Linked DNA regions of Mus musculus: all the other regions are linked to region 3. A link is a contact called in public HiChIP or PLAC-seq and promoter capture Hi-C data. All regions are on one chromosome and are shown on one strand. The core of a region is the stretch at or near the end of the contact, and the rest is flanking DNA. Distances in the headings are between cores, read along the strand shown.

What was found. Promoter capture Hi-C pulls out the DNA fragments that hold promoters and counts their contacts. HiChIP or PLAC-seq counts read pairs in DNA pulled down with a chosen protein or histone mark.
Region 1: a promoter capture Hi-C map of neural stem cells shows a contact between it and region 3. The contact joins the promoter of Arhgap35 here to the promoter of Napa in region 3. A contact is called at or near these places in 1 of 39 promoter capture datasets (neural stem cells), 3 of 484 Hi-C or Micro-C datasets (Sertoli cells, muscle stem cells and rod photoreceptor) and 1 of 9 other capture datasets (liver).
Region 2: a contact with region 3 is called in a promoter capture Hi-C map of erythroid cells, with 3 times the contacts expected there. The contact joins the promoter of Ppp5c here to the promoter of Napa in region 3. A contact is called at or near these places in 3 of 39 promoter capture datasets (cranial neural crest, erythroid cells and maxillary cranial neural crest).
Region 4: a contact with region 3 is called in an H3K4me3 HiChIP or PLAC-seq map of bone marrow-derived macrophages, with 4 times the contacts expected there. The contact joins the promoter of Pnmal2 here to the promoter of Napa in region 3. A contact is called at or near these places in 5 of 39 promoter capture datasets (cranial neural crest, hippocampal neurons, maxillary cranial neural crest and 2 more) and 1 of 115 datasets of contacts at active chromatin or transcription factors (bone marrow-derived macrophages).
Region 5: a promoter capture Hi-C map of liver shows a contact between it and region 3, with 4 times the contacts expected there. The contact joins the promoter of Hif3a here to the promoter of Napa in region 3. A contact is called at or near these places in 2 of 39 promoter capture datasets (cranial neural crest and liver).

The regions. Positions count from the first base shown.
Region 1 is chr7:16,613,593-16,616,292 of GRCm38.p6, reverse strand. Arhgap35 (Rho GTPase activating protein 35) reads left to right here and starts at 1,300. Exons shown (of 7, transcript NM_172739.4): 1 at 1,300-1,821. Gm29443 (predicted gene 29443) reads right to left here and starts at 2,469. Exons shown (of 3, transcript NR_136928.1): 1 at 2,341-2,469.
Region 2 is chr7:17,026,494-17,029,193 of GRCm38.p6, reverse strand. It overlaps Ppp5c (protein phosphatase 5, catalytic subunit), which reads left to right and starts at 1,280. Exons shown (of 13, transcript NM_011155.2): 1 at 1,280-1,501. The coding sequence starts at 1,381.
Region 3 is chr7:16,097,246-16,099,945 of GRCm38.p6, reverse strand. It overlaps Napa (N-ethylmaleimide sensitive fusion protein attachment protein alpha), which reads right to left and starts at 1,366. Exons shown (of 11, transcript NM_025898.4): 1 at 1,172-1,366. The coding sequence starts at 1,269.
Region 4 is chr7:16,943,288-16,945,987 of GRCm38.p6, reverse strand. Pnmal2 (PNMA-like 2) reads right to left here and starts at 1,306. Exons shown (of 1, transcript NM_001099636.2): 1 at 1-1,306. The coding sequence starts at 895.
Region 5 is chr7:17,061,146-17,063,845 of GRCm38.p6, reverse strand. Hif3a (hypoxia inducible factor 3, alpha subunit) reads left to right here and starts at 1,419. Exons shown (of 15, transcript NM_001162950.1): 1 at 1,419-1,490. The coding sequence starts at 1,465.

The DNA of each region.
Region 1 (2,700 bases), core at 51-2,550, 520 kb before region 3:
AATGCTTACTGCGTACTCAATACGTGTAGGTCACTCCTTTACACCCCACCCTCATTTAGAGACACAGTAGTTCCCTCTTAACTCCCCTGTTGCTTTCTGATGTTTCAGTTACCGGTGGCTAGGAGGGTCACATCCACATTTCTCTTATTACAGCGTAATATATATTCATCGTTTTTCTATTGTTGTGGGTAATCCTCTGCTAAGAGTAATCCATCAGCTATTATAGATATTAATGTATAAGGGAGATCGCCCATATTTTACTGGGTTCTAGTAGTTCGAGGATTCCCACCATGAATCGTGGCCATAGGGCCTATTATACCTCATTCGATTCTCCAAGCGACCCTTTGGAGTTCAGTATTGTTATCCCACTTTACAGATGAAAAGCCTGGAAAGAAGTGCAAGGCTGGATCGGAAACACGTGCTTCCTTCAGGCATTCCACACTCTGTGAGGCGCCGGGAAAGCCTGTCTTTCACAATCCATCCTTCCGGAGGGCTCCCAGAGGAATACAGAGTTAGAGGGGAGCCCTCTTACATCACCATTCCCCCTGCAAGCACCCAAAGTGACATGTGGTTTGCTGTCATTTGCCCGATGCTGACTTGGGAGACTAGGGCTGCAATGCAGGGCCTGTCCTTCCTCTGCCCGAGACCAAGCACTGGGAGAAATCACCAGTAACTTGTATCAACGCGCCTGGCCCACAGGTTTTTCTTCAGCGCCCGGGAAAGAGCACGTGCCCCCTGTCCCCGCCCACTCTTTTGGGCTGGCCAACGGCGAGCCTGGGTTGGGCTGTGAAGGACCACGCCCCCTTCCCTCGCCCAATTGGTTCACTCGCTGGGTACGCTCCCTCCTTCACAGCCCCGCCTCGCCACCCCACGTTACGTCTGTCCCCCCAACCCCCTCCGTTATCCCGAAGCTGCGGCTCCAGGAGGCGAACCCACCTCCCTCTGCCTTCCATTGGTTAGTGAGGTCCCGCGCGAGCGGGATGGAGCCCTAAGTCCCCGCCCTCACGAGCCGGGCCAAGCCTCTCAGAGATGGCTTTCTCTTGGAGCCGGCGCGGTGTGGGGAGGGGCGGCGGGTACTGCAGCCTGGAACGCGCGACGCCGTGCGCGCCCCCCTTGCGGGCTCCTCCCTCCCTTCGGTGGCTTCGCAGGCTGCAGCCGTCTCTGCGCACGCGCACTCAGCCCACCCCGCGCCCTCCTGTGCCAGTTCGCGGGTGTCCGTCCTCGCGCTGTGTAAATCTGGCGCCGCAGCCGCTGAGGTAGCGGCGTTTTCCTCAGGCGCGCACGCGCACTCGCGCCCTCGGTGTCCGCGCGTGCCTGTCCTCCCGGCCTACGGTCCTCGCGGTGCGCTCGGCCCACAGGGCCGTTATCCACTTCCCAACCCCAGCCCCAGCATCTCTCGCCCCTCAGAAACGCACGCGCACTTGCGAGAGGGTCTCCAGTACGCGCACGGCCGCGGCGGCCGCAGGAAGGAGGCGACAACGCCGCTGCCGCCGCCGCCGCCGCCGCCGCCATTGCGCGGGAGGGAGGGAACGAGCGAGCGAGCGAGGCTGGTCCGCCCTCCCCCTGGTTCCCGCCCCTCCCCCCTTCCCCTCCCCGCCCCCCGCCCCGAGGGAGAGCCGCGGCGCGGCGGGAGGAGGAGGTGGAGGAGGCGGAGGAGGGAGCCCGCGAGGGAGGGTCCGCCCGGCCCCCCGCCGCCGGAGCCGCCACCGCCGCCTCAGCCGCCTCAGGAACGAGTCGCTAGGGGAACATGGCGCCGGGCCCGCCGTCGCTGCGGCTGGGATCGCGGAGGCCGGGGCCGCGCTGAGTGCGCCCCCGAGACTGGTAAGTGTCTCGTAGCTGGCGGAGGGGAATGTGGGGACGGGCGAGGCGCCGGGCGCCGCCCCGCTGCGGGATCCAAGGGTGGGGGGAAAGGCGGGGACCGCGGGGCCCGGAGCCCGCGAACAATGGAGGAGCCGGAGGGGGAGGGGTGGGAGCGCCCCCCCCAGCGCCCCGCGGTCCCCGCGTCCCGGCCGCTGCATGCCCGGGCCCGGCCCGCGCGGCCCGCCTTGCCCTTCCTATTCGCTAGTGTCCCCGCAGCCCTGCAATCCCGGCGTCTGCCTCCACACACGCCCCACCAAACCCGGTGAAGGATCTCGGTGTCTCTCAGCCTCCACTCGAGATACCCGACTCCCAATTCTGAGCCGTCTTCTTTCCCACTTCCTCCCCCACCCCGACCCCCAGTCATACCTACTTCGCCACCTCCTGGAGTCGGCTGTGCTCCTGGGACAGTCTACCTCCTCATTGACCCCTCAGTATCCCCTCTGACGCTCACTTTGAATATCCGTGGCCCTTCTACCTTACCTGTTTTCTGCTAGCATCACTTTTGGGAGGAAATCCCCATTCTCCTTCTTTGGCCTATTTACTGTTATTATCCCTGCGGTAGAACATCTTGCATCCCCAGGAGCTGTCCCTTTAGGACCTGCGGTTCCACCTCCGTGGAGATCCGTATTGGTCTGTTGATACAGGCACTGCTCTACTGCCCTCCCGGTCTTGGCTTTGGACATAATTCCTCCTTGTATTTGGGCCCAACTGCCCCATATTTTGCCGGGTCGCAACACTGAACCTTCTGCACCTCCTAGGATGTCCCTAAGCTCCTTCTCCTACGGTTCTCAGATTCTGATGCGCCTTGCTCGCTTCCTTCCCTTCTCAGTGCTTGCTCCC
Region 2 (2,700 bases), core at 31-2,530, 930 kb before region 3:
GGAGCCATGGAAGGCTGCGGCGGGTGCCAGTTTTACAGTATTCCAGCAAGATGCCTCTGACTGCCATATGGAAGGTAAACTGGAGGAGGGAGGATGAACGCAAGCATCAGAGGAGGCTGAAGCTCTGATCCAGGCACAGGAAATGCAAGCAGCAACAGTGTCATTTAAAAGATCCCTTTGGGGCTGGGGTGTTGTGGCACACGCCTTTAATCCCAGCACTTGGGAGGCAGAGTTAGGCGAATTTCTGAGTTCAAGGCCAGCCTGGTCTACAGAGTGAGTTCCAGGACAGCCAGGGCTACACAGAGAAACCCTGTCTCGGAAGAAAAAAAAAAATCCCTTTGGTGTGGTTGTTTGTATTCGGAACAGCGTCTCAGGTATCCCAGGCTGGCCTTGAACCTGAAATTCTGATACTGTTGCCTCCACCTATCAAGCCTTCAAATTACTGAGGTGCACCTTTCAGCCTGATTTATATAGTGCTGGAATTGGAACTCAAGCCTGGAGCACTCTAGACAAGTACTCTACCAACTGAGCTACATCCATGACCCTTTAAAAGGTTTTTTCTAGGACTTGACATGATGATGCAAAGCTTTAATCCCAACACTTGGGAGGTACAGGCAGCTGGGTCTTTGAATTCAAGGCCAGCCTGGTTTATATAGCAAGTTCCAGGCTAGCCAGGGTTGCATAATTAAATCCTATCTCAAAATAAAAAAATAAAATAAATTAATAAGGATGCTGTTGGGCTCGGAACAAACATGGTACAATTGAGACTTGTCAAGACTTGAAGATCGGGATGCCTTGTTAATAATTCAAAAAGAGCCTTGATTTGCAACGTTCAAGTTTTATTTTGTTTGCTTGAGAAACTACCCATTTTCCAAAAGGGTTACTGAGGAGACAAGAGATAAACTTGTTCAAGGTCACACGAGTAATTGGCAGCACCCAGCTCCAGAGCAAACTCCGGGTTGGGCAGGGTGCTGGTTTGAAAGCAGCCCCACCCGCCGGAGGCAACGCAACCCAATCACCAACCCTAAAGGAAGCCGGGATCTCCAAGAAACTTTTGCAGCCTCGCAACTTTGGGAGTAGGCGCCCTCCCGGCCTGCCCCCATCCACAAGGCCCCTTCTCTCCTTTCTGATTGGCTACTTCTACAAGTACAAGTACGGTCTGGATACCCTCTGGTCACCTTGTCCTCCCGGCGCTCTGGGGGCGGGGGCGGGGGGGGGGGGAAGTTGGGGGGGACGCCGCGCAGGCGCGTCAGGAGTGCCTTTGGGGCCCGCGCTTTACGACACTTGTGCGGCAGCGGCGGCGGTCACTCGGCACTCCTTCGCGACGGTTCGGCCTGGTGCCGCGAGCGGCCGTTGCCAGGGTGGGGGTCGCTTTGCGGCATGGCGATGGCGGAGGGCGAGCGGACTGAGTGTGCTGAGACCCCCCGGGACGAACCCCCGGCCGATGGCACTCTGAAGCGGGCAGAGGAGCTCAAGACACAGGCCAACGACTACTTCAAAGGTGCGCCCGGCCCGGACGGGGTGAGGGAGGGTGGACAGCGGCCCAGGCTGTGGGGGTGCCAGGCCCGGCGGGGAACCATGGCAACGCGGAGCGGCAGCCTGGGCGCCGGGCAAGCACTACAGAGTAGCCAGGCGCGAGGAGGAGGCTCAGGCTGGACGACAGACTGGGGAGAGCTGCTGAGAAGTGGATACCAAGCAGAAGCCACTCACTGGGGAGACTGAGGCAGGCGCTGCTACACGATAGGGGAAAAGCAGGGGGCCGACATGTGAGTGCTACCAAATGTGAGACCTGGACAGAGGTGCTAAATGGTGGTCAGACCTGAAGAGGGCGCTACCAAATAGTGACATGTGTTTAGGGCAGTGATGGCGCTGCCGAGTGGGGAGGCCTGAGATGAGTATGACCGAGAAGAGAAGGCCCAATAGAGAAGGGAATTATGGGGATGGAGGTAGATAATTATATTGGAAGGCGATTTGGGGTGATCCAAGGAAACGAGTAGGGTGGAGAGGTGGAGCAGGAACGAATAGGGTGATCTTGGGCTAAGAGTGCCATGTGGGAGGACATGTCTCCGTTCATTCATTCTTTCAGTACACTTGTATTAAATAAGTGTCATGTGCTACACGGCCTGTGCTTGGCTCTGAGGCTGCAGCGATGAATGCAACACATGACTCGGATTTAAGCAGAACCAATCATTGCAAACTTGTGATGATCACTTTGGGTCAAGGTGACAACACAGGAAATACAGCTTAGAGTCTGCTTTCGATGGTGAGGTCGGGAGTGCCTGGAGAAAGAGGCTTTTTGAGGCGAATTGACAAGGAGTTTTACACGTGGGTCCTGACCACTGAGTTTGTGTGAAGACCCTGGGGTGGAGAGTGATTGAAAACAGACTGGCTTGGCTGGAGTTTGAGGAAACTGGGGGTACGAGGGGAAGACTGATACAAGAGAAGATTAAGATAAGGGGACAGAGCATGCAAAATCTGAATTCGTCACAAAGATGAGTTTTGGGTTTCCTTCGCTGTCCGAAAAGGGACATTGAGTGGGTAGATGGGACCAGTCTGGACTGGAGAAAATTTTGAGTGTAACCAGCCTATGGTTGGAGGTGCCCTGGGAATGGATGAAGTCACCAGAGAGTGGGATCTAGAGAGAACCTAGGATGGAGTTTTCATGTTTACAGCGGAAAAGGGGCTACTGAGGAGAAGTGA
Region 3 (2,700 bases), core at 117-2,616:
TCTCATCTAACTGACATAGCCTGTCATTAACCAGATGTCTGTGCAGCAGGTATAAACATTTTTCAAGTTCCTTTGCTAAACATTATCTGATGGCAAACAACAAGGGATGGCTTCATCCTCTCCCTCCCCTTCATGTCTTTCTGTCCTCACCCAGCTTATAACAGTCTCTCCCAGAGCTTTCCCCAACTTCCTGGTTGTCTTCTGTATCCTTCCATCCTTGCTTTGGAGGCTTCTGATTTTGTGTCCTACCCCTGCACAGCTCTTCCTCAACACCTGCCTGGACCTTTCCCCAGTGTTCCTCTCTGCCTGTTCCTTCAAGAGCTTTGCCTGCTGCCATGTAGTGTCGTCTCCCCCTACCCCCTCCTATATCCCAAGGCTCTGGCCCTCTCCCCAGACCCCTCAAGCACTCCAATTCCTACCATCTTGGTTTCCCCATCAGCATCTTACACTCTCTGAGTCTGCTTCTTCCTGCCTGATGAGCCTTTCAGAGGGCCAGACTCAATTCTGAGCACAGTACACATAGTTTATACTCATAACAAACTTCTGCAGTTAGTTTTTACCAACAAGCCCTTTCAGAGAGACCTACTCCCTTAAGATAAAGAAACCTCGGAATCGCATCCCAAGCATGGGTTCTGCTGCTCCTAAGTTAATATGGCTGAAGATGGCAAACTTGCATAAACTTTGTGTGAGGTATTTGCCACCTCCTGGGTGTGTTCAGACTCCAGACTTGAGGACCACCTAGTAGGCGGTGGTCCTACCACCCTAATGATTCTCTTGTGTGCCTCATCCTCCCATCACCATTGTCTTGGCTAAAACCAGTGTCACTGTCCATTCATGCTTGTTCCCCAAGCACAAGTCTCCACCTCTCAGTCCAGGCCTCGCCATCAGTCACTCTTAGCAGGGCCCCACTCACCCTCACACCTCGTACTCCGGCTCATCATGCCCAAGGACGCCCCAGCCCGGGTCCCCTCGGTCTGGTGTCCTCACCCCGGCAGCCTGGGCCGCACAGATCCACGGGCACCGGCCTGGGAAAGGCGCGGCCACCAGTCAGCGGGTGTCGTCAGCCATAGGGCCACGGCCAGGGCCTGCAAGGCCGCTGAGGGGCTCCCAAAGTGCAGAGCAGAAGAGCCCGCTCTTCCCCGCCTTGGGCCCAGCCTCGCCCATTGCTCACCCAAAGAGGCCGGAGAAGAAGGACTGCGAGTTCTTCACCTTGCGCTCCGCTTCAGCCAGCAGCGCCATAGCCTCAGCCTGCTTCCCGGAGTTGTCCATGACGTCGCGCAGCTGCTCGGCTCAGGCCCGACACAGCCTGGCGACGACTCACAGGCCCCGGACACCGCGCACTCAGCGGAGCTCCGCCCGCTGCGTTGACGTCACCCAGGCCTGCCACCCCACGTGAACCCTGCGAACCAACCAGTGGGCTCAAGCTGCGAGGCACTCTCCTCCCGGCACGCCCCCTCCGGCTACCGCACTCAGCACCTTGACCCCCCCCCCCCCAACACGTGAGCACACGCCGCTAGCCTCCTGGAACCCCCACAAGCGCATTGCCACGTGACACCAAATAAGCCAATCATAAGCCCGAACCGCCAAGAGCCCACCGCCCCCAAAGCGCGACCTTTGACTCCCTCCAACCAATCAGCAGGCTCTATAGACTTGTTCTGCCACGCCTCGGCGGAACTGGGTCACACTAATCACCTGACCAGTGTCGCGGCGCTCATGTGACGCCTCTAGGTTCATGCTCCAGGTTTGACTGACCCAGCAGTTTAGCTCCGCCTCCTGTTTCGCTTTACGTCATAGTCACTTGGGAAAAAACTGTGCAGTGAAAACGAACCTTCTTACTCCCTCTGGCGATCGTCTCTAGAATTGGCTTGGGGAATCCAGAAGGTCTCCATTTCTAGCTGGATGGCTCAGCTGCTAAAGGCATTTGCTACCAAGTTTAACAACCATATTCCTATTCCTGGGACCCACATAGTAGAAGGTGAGAACTAGCTCCTCCAAATTGTTCTCTAACCTACACACACAATGCCTTTAGGGAGTATCTTGCAGTGCCACACACAGAATGTCACTAGATACTCAGTCCCATGTAAAAAGCTGGGTGTGTCAGCGGGCACCTGTAACAGGAATGGGTGGGTGGGAGACAGGCATATGCCTGGAGCTTGCTGGCCAGCCAGTCTGGCAGAATCAATGAGTTCCAGGGCCAGAGAGAGACCTGGTTTCGAAAACTAAGGTGCAGAACAACTGAAGAAGACTCCTGACATCAACCTCTGGCCTACACACACACACACACACACACACACACACACACACACAGTTAAAAATTAGTGGAAAAGTCTAAATAAAGCATGGACAGTCAGTTATTGACAGTGGTTCAGTATCTGTACTAAATACACTATGCTATAGTAAGAGCAACATCTTACTATAGGACAGAAACTGCTATGTGGGAACTAGCATAGGCTAGTTTTCTGTAAATCTACAGTTATTCTAAAGGTCAGTCCCCAGGGCCCTGCCCACAGTGATTCCAATCCCTATAGTGTGCTGTGGTGCAGGAATCTGTATCTCTTCTTTACTGAACTTCGCTGATTAGCAGGGAACATTTGAGGAAAGTGTTATGTGAGTTGGGTGTTGGGGACAGGAAAAGGCAAAAGACATCTTCCTCTGACCCTTTCCCATTGAACACTTCCCCAAATGTACCTGTGCTCATCA
Region 4 (2,700 bases), core at 57-2,556, 850 kb before region 3:
CTGCGGGGGTATCTCTCACAGCCAGTAGCGCGACTAAATCAGGAACCCCGCTCTTTTCGTCTTTGATGTTTAAGCAGATAGACTCTGTCCCAGGAAGGTCTTTCTCTATCTCTTCCTTCTTAGCTTTGTCGGTGACAGTGACAAGTGCCAAGAATTCTCGGGGGCCATCTCCTTCTTCCTGGTCACCCCGAAAGGCCCACTTCTTGGTGAGCTCTTTGGCAGCTGCTTGGAGCGTGGCATACAGGGCCCTCTGGTCTTCATCTACGCTCAGGTCCTCTGCGTAGATCTCCTCTATGACGATACCCAGGCTGTCATCAGAAGAGTCTTCCGACTCACTCCTGGCTCGCCGCCCTCCCCGGCTCCTCTTCTGGCCCTTCTGAGCCGTCAACTTGTGGCTTCTGGATCGGCGCTTGCCTCCCCGACGGCCCCGACGGCCGCTCCTAGCTGCCCCTTCAGAGGAGCCAGCCTTCTTGGCCTCCTTCCCTAATCCCTTGGCCTGGGCTTGGGCCTCCAATACCAGAGGGATGGCTATTTCTCTGAAGTCATCCATGGGCCTTTCATCCAGCAACAGGCGCCTCATCTGCCTAAGGACCCGCGCATCTTGCCCGCGGTCCTTACTCAGGATTTTCCAAATCCCATTCTCTCCCCTAATGTGGATAGGTATGGCAGAGTGATCGAAGTCTGCCCCAAATTCTACAAGGGCTGCCTGAGACTTCTCTTTGGTTACAGCTCTCACAGTCCGAAGCCTGTAGTTGCCCAGGGGCTGCAAGTTCGGACTCAGGGTAGCTTCGATGTCCGCCTGCTGCAGGCGCTCAGGGATGCCCGTGATCAGGAGGGCCCTGTGCACCTCCACTTCCAGCTCCTTACACCAATCTTGCAGAAGGTTCATCGTCATGGCGCTGCCCGGCGGAGGCTAATCTTAGGCGGGAGGGAGCCCGAGAAAGGGGTGGGCTACTGAACACAGGCTAGGTCAATCCCACTCTGGAAAGGCCACCAGCAGGGTGAGAGTCCAGACTCCGGGTTTGGGGCTGTAGGCTATAGCTACCTGCTAGCTTGCCGGACTCAACGGTCTTCCCCCGGGGCAATCCGAGGGTCCGCAGGGGGCTTACGTGTACTTTCTCCGGGCTGTCCCGGGTTGCTCCTCCCTTCCCTTTGTCCCTGACAACCTAGGTGACTGGACACCGCTGGTGGAGTACAGGAGGGCGACGATCAACGCACCTGGTGGGCGTGGGGGTGAGTGAGAGCAGCGGCTCGCCTGTGCTCCCGCGGAGTCTGGAGTGAAGCGCGTACCCGGGTCTAGACGCTCAGCGGGGCCGCTGCGGAACGGCAGCCTCGGTCTGCGCCTGCGCGGACCCAATCACCTCTCCGCCCCCTCCTGCTAGTCCCCGTCTCCATAGTAACACTGCAGGCTGCAGCTGGGGTCTGCCCGGGTACGGTCGCAGCAGCTGCTCTTAAAGGGCCAGGTGGGAAGGAGGGTTTAGGGACTAGTGAGCCAAGAAGGAAGACAAAGTCACTGTGAAAACCACTGAAGGTGATCAGTCTCACTTCAAGGGATAGACAGACACCTCCTTGGAAAGAATAGAGGCTTCCACCAGGGTCATTTATTCTGGCTTTGTTTTTTGAAGCAAGGCCAGGCTAGCCTTGAACTTGCCATGTAGCCAAGGATGACCTTGAACTTCTGATTCTCCTGCTTCCGCCCTCCTGCGATTACAGGCCTCAGTGGTGTCTAGCCTGCGCTGTTTTATTAATACGTCTCTGGGGCTCGGGGCCAGGGTTTTCTGCATGCTGCGTAAGCACTCTACCAACCGAACTACATCCTCATTCCTGCGGGACAGATAGACCTCTGATTAATAAAGCCCCAAATCAAACTGTCCTTTGGAGGTGTAACCTCACACGGGCTCTATGTTTTACCGTATCCTCAATAGCAAGCAGAAACGCCCCGGTCAGCTGTCCTTTATGAGCCAAGGGGTATCATTTCGGGTGTGTGGTACTCAGTATGTGGGTACCAGACTCATGGAGACCAGCTTCACTCATGGATGTCCCTATATTCTGCTTCTGAAACGGGATCTCACTTTGTAGGCCAGTTTAGCCTAGAACTGTGTAGCTCAGGTTAGCCACAAACTCATAGAGATCTGTCAGCCTCTGCCTCTGCCCTCTGCCCTCTGCCTTCTGCCTTTGCTTGCTGAATGCTGGATTGACGTTGTATGCTAGCACACCTGGATCCTTTTGGGGTTTGGTTTTTGAAACAGGATATCACTATGTAGCCCAGGCTAGCCTCAAAGTCCTGGTAATCCTCCTGCCTCAGAATGCTGGGATCATAGGTGTGAGCCACTGTACCCAGATATTCCAAATTTTTTATTTTGAAATTTTTGTTTTATTTATGATTTGTGTGTGTGTGTGTGTGTGCATATGTACGATGCATGTGCGGTGGGGCATGCCTGTGCACAGCATATGTATGGAGGTCAGAGGACAACTTTTAGGTCAGCTCTCACCTACCACCATACCCATGGTCCATTGCTTTAAAGGCCCTTGAGCTGCCTGTCCCTCCCTCTATGAGTTGAATAGACTATCTGTTGGATTTATATTCTATCCTTATTGCTTTCTCAGCAGCAACTTCGAGAATCTTCTAGAACTTTCCCTGATCTGTTTGCTTCTCTGTGAAATGGTGACAGCCATTGTTCCTTTTCCTAAGGGTCTCCT
Region 5 (2,700 bases), core at 170-2,669, 960 kb before region 3:
AGTCAGATTTATTCAAATAAAATCAACTGAAACTAAATGGCATGGGAGCTGGGCATAATGGTACACACCTGTAATCCACTTGGAAGGTGAAGGCAGGAGGATAGAAGTTCAAGGCCAGCTCTTGCTGGCCAGTCTTGACGGGGTTACATGAGACCCCATCTGAAAATAAAATGGAGAAGAGGAGGAAGAAAGAGGAAGGAGAAAGAAGAGGAGAAGGAAGATGGAGAAGAGAAGGCAATGGGAGGAGACAGCTTACTATTTTCCTGAGTTGAGGTGGGGAGCCATGTGGATTTTTAGAGGAGAATTTTTTTAAGTTTTTTATTACATTTTACGTGTGGTGTGTGTATGTGTGTGTGTGTGTGTGTGTGTGTGTGTGTGTGCGCGCGTGCGCGCAGATAAATCAAAGACCTTGCCTTCCACGATGTGGGGGGAGGGGGGAGGGCCTGGGGATTGAACACTGGTCTTCAGGGTTGGCAGCAAGGGCCTTAAACCTGGAGCCAACCGTCTAGCCGAGAAGAGCACTCTAAAGAGAGTGCGCAGTTATGTGTGAAAGTCCTAAGATGGAGCTTGCCCAATAACTCAAAAACAATAAATCCATTTCTGCCGCAGTGTAGAGTGTACCCAAACCTGCATACGGAAGGAACACTGCTCCTTCACCCCTGTCCTTAGTGTCCACGCCCTCTCCAGCCTACACAGGAACTTCCTTCCTCTTCCTTACCCAGCTGTACCGTCTTCCACCTGTCCATGTCACTGCGCACGTATCTCTCATCGGTTCTCTGTTCCCTTTACAAGTGGGTGTGATGAAGCTAAAGCATATTTACTTGACAGAAGCTTAATTATTCATCCGCAGGAACCTGCACAGGGAGTTAAGAGAGGCCACGGGTCAGGATGGGGTGGAGACGGGTGGACAAGGAAGATTCTGGGAGGCGGGGTCCACAGTGGGGCCACACAGTGGAGGGACATGGGGTATGGCAAAGAAAGGGGTTATGAAATACAGGTGAAGTAGAGTTCGGGGTGGAGAGAAGTGGGGACTTGGTACGTCAAGAAAAGGACAGAGCGGGAGAAAGGAGAGGGGGTTGGGAAAGGTGGGAGTGAAGGCAGAGACTGCGACAGGAACTGGGACACAGAGAACAGTGAATCAGATGGTTCAGAAGTGTACATATGGAAGTTCAGAGACTGGAGGGAAATCACGCCCGGCGGGCTCCGGACTGCCAAGGAAGTCTGGGGCAGGGGCGTGGCTGGGGGTGTGCATTACATCGGATTCCCCAACCCCTTGAAGTTCCAAGTCTTCTCCTTTAGTCCCTCCTCCTTCTCGGGAGCAACAAGCCCACCTTCCAATCAGAGCCGCGGGCTGGGCAAAGACCAGCCAATGGAGTGGCAGAGGTGGAGCTGGGGAGGGGGCTCACACAGGCAGGGGAGGGGGACGCTGGGCATCGAGGGCTCTGGAACCGCGAAGGGCGAGCCATGGCGTTGGGGCTGCAGCGCGTGAGGTACAGGGCTTCGGGGATAGGATGGTGGGGTCTGGGGGCTCTCTTTGACGGAGCTTTAAGGGAACCCCTCATCTCTGGGGTGTGGCTCAAGTTGAGGACACTGTGAGGCGCCCGATTGGGGACACATCCCGATGCACCCTCCACCTTAGAGGTTTTCAGGGTATCAGGGATTTACCCCCAGAGCTCCAGCTGTCCCGCCCCCCTCCCCTGGAACTGCTTTGGGGTTATGAGCTGCAATTTCCAGATACATCGGGTTCAATCCTCCATCTGGCTGGGGGTGAAACTCCAAGTTCCTTATGGATTGGAGGTGGTCGCGTTTGAGCAAGGAAGACTTCTTCCAAAAAAGTCTTTTCCTCCAAATCCCTGAAAGGAGTCTTCCTTGGCAGTCTAGCTCTTGTGGTGTTAATAAGGGATCCCCAAACTGGAGTTTCTAGGGAGTCCCTGAAAGACACTATTTCTGAATTCCAGGAGAGAGGTTAATTTTACCATGCCCTTTCTAACAGTCTCCCAAGCTTCAAAATGCTCTAAAATGACATGGGGATAGGGAGGTCCTCATTAGAGGCTGTGTGGGACCTAACCAAGGTCTTTTTGCCTTTCAAAGAGTGGAATGATAGCTGGGGAAGGAGATTCATGCCTGTAAACCCAGCACTTGGAAAGCTATAGGAGATTGATGCTTTCAAAGCCAGCCTGGCCTACATGGCAAGTTCCAGACCAGCTTTGGTCTACATTTTCTTGTCTCAAAAAACAGCATTAAATAAGTAGGGTCGCTCCTTTTCAGTACCAACAGAACAAATCTGAGCCACTTCCTGCGATCTGGTTCTGTGTCAATTTCATCTGCCTGGACCCAGTCTGTAATTGAGGGAGGAGGGCCCCACCCAAACCCTATTTGAGAGACATCCTTCCGAAAGATGCCCTGGCTAATCAAGGGAAGGCAGCGCCCTCCTGTGGCTGGACACAGCTGGGGTTATCCTAGGAAGAAGCGGGTTCTGTGTTCACCTTGCAACAGGTGCAGAGGCTTTGGGACCATAGCCAGTGGAGCCCATTTCGCCAGGTTGCCACGGGAGACCCCAGAAAAATTTCCTAGACTCTTGGTATTCCCTGTCTAAATTGGGGCATCCCTCAAGCCTCACCCCTGTCCCTCCTCCCTGGCTTCCGAGATCTGATTGGTTTTTCTCTACACCCAGTTTTTACCCCCTACCTCAACCCACCC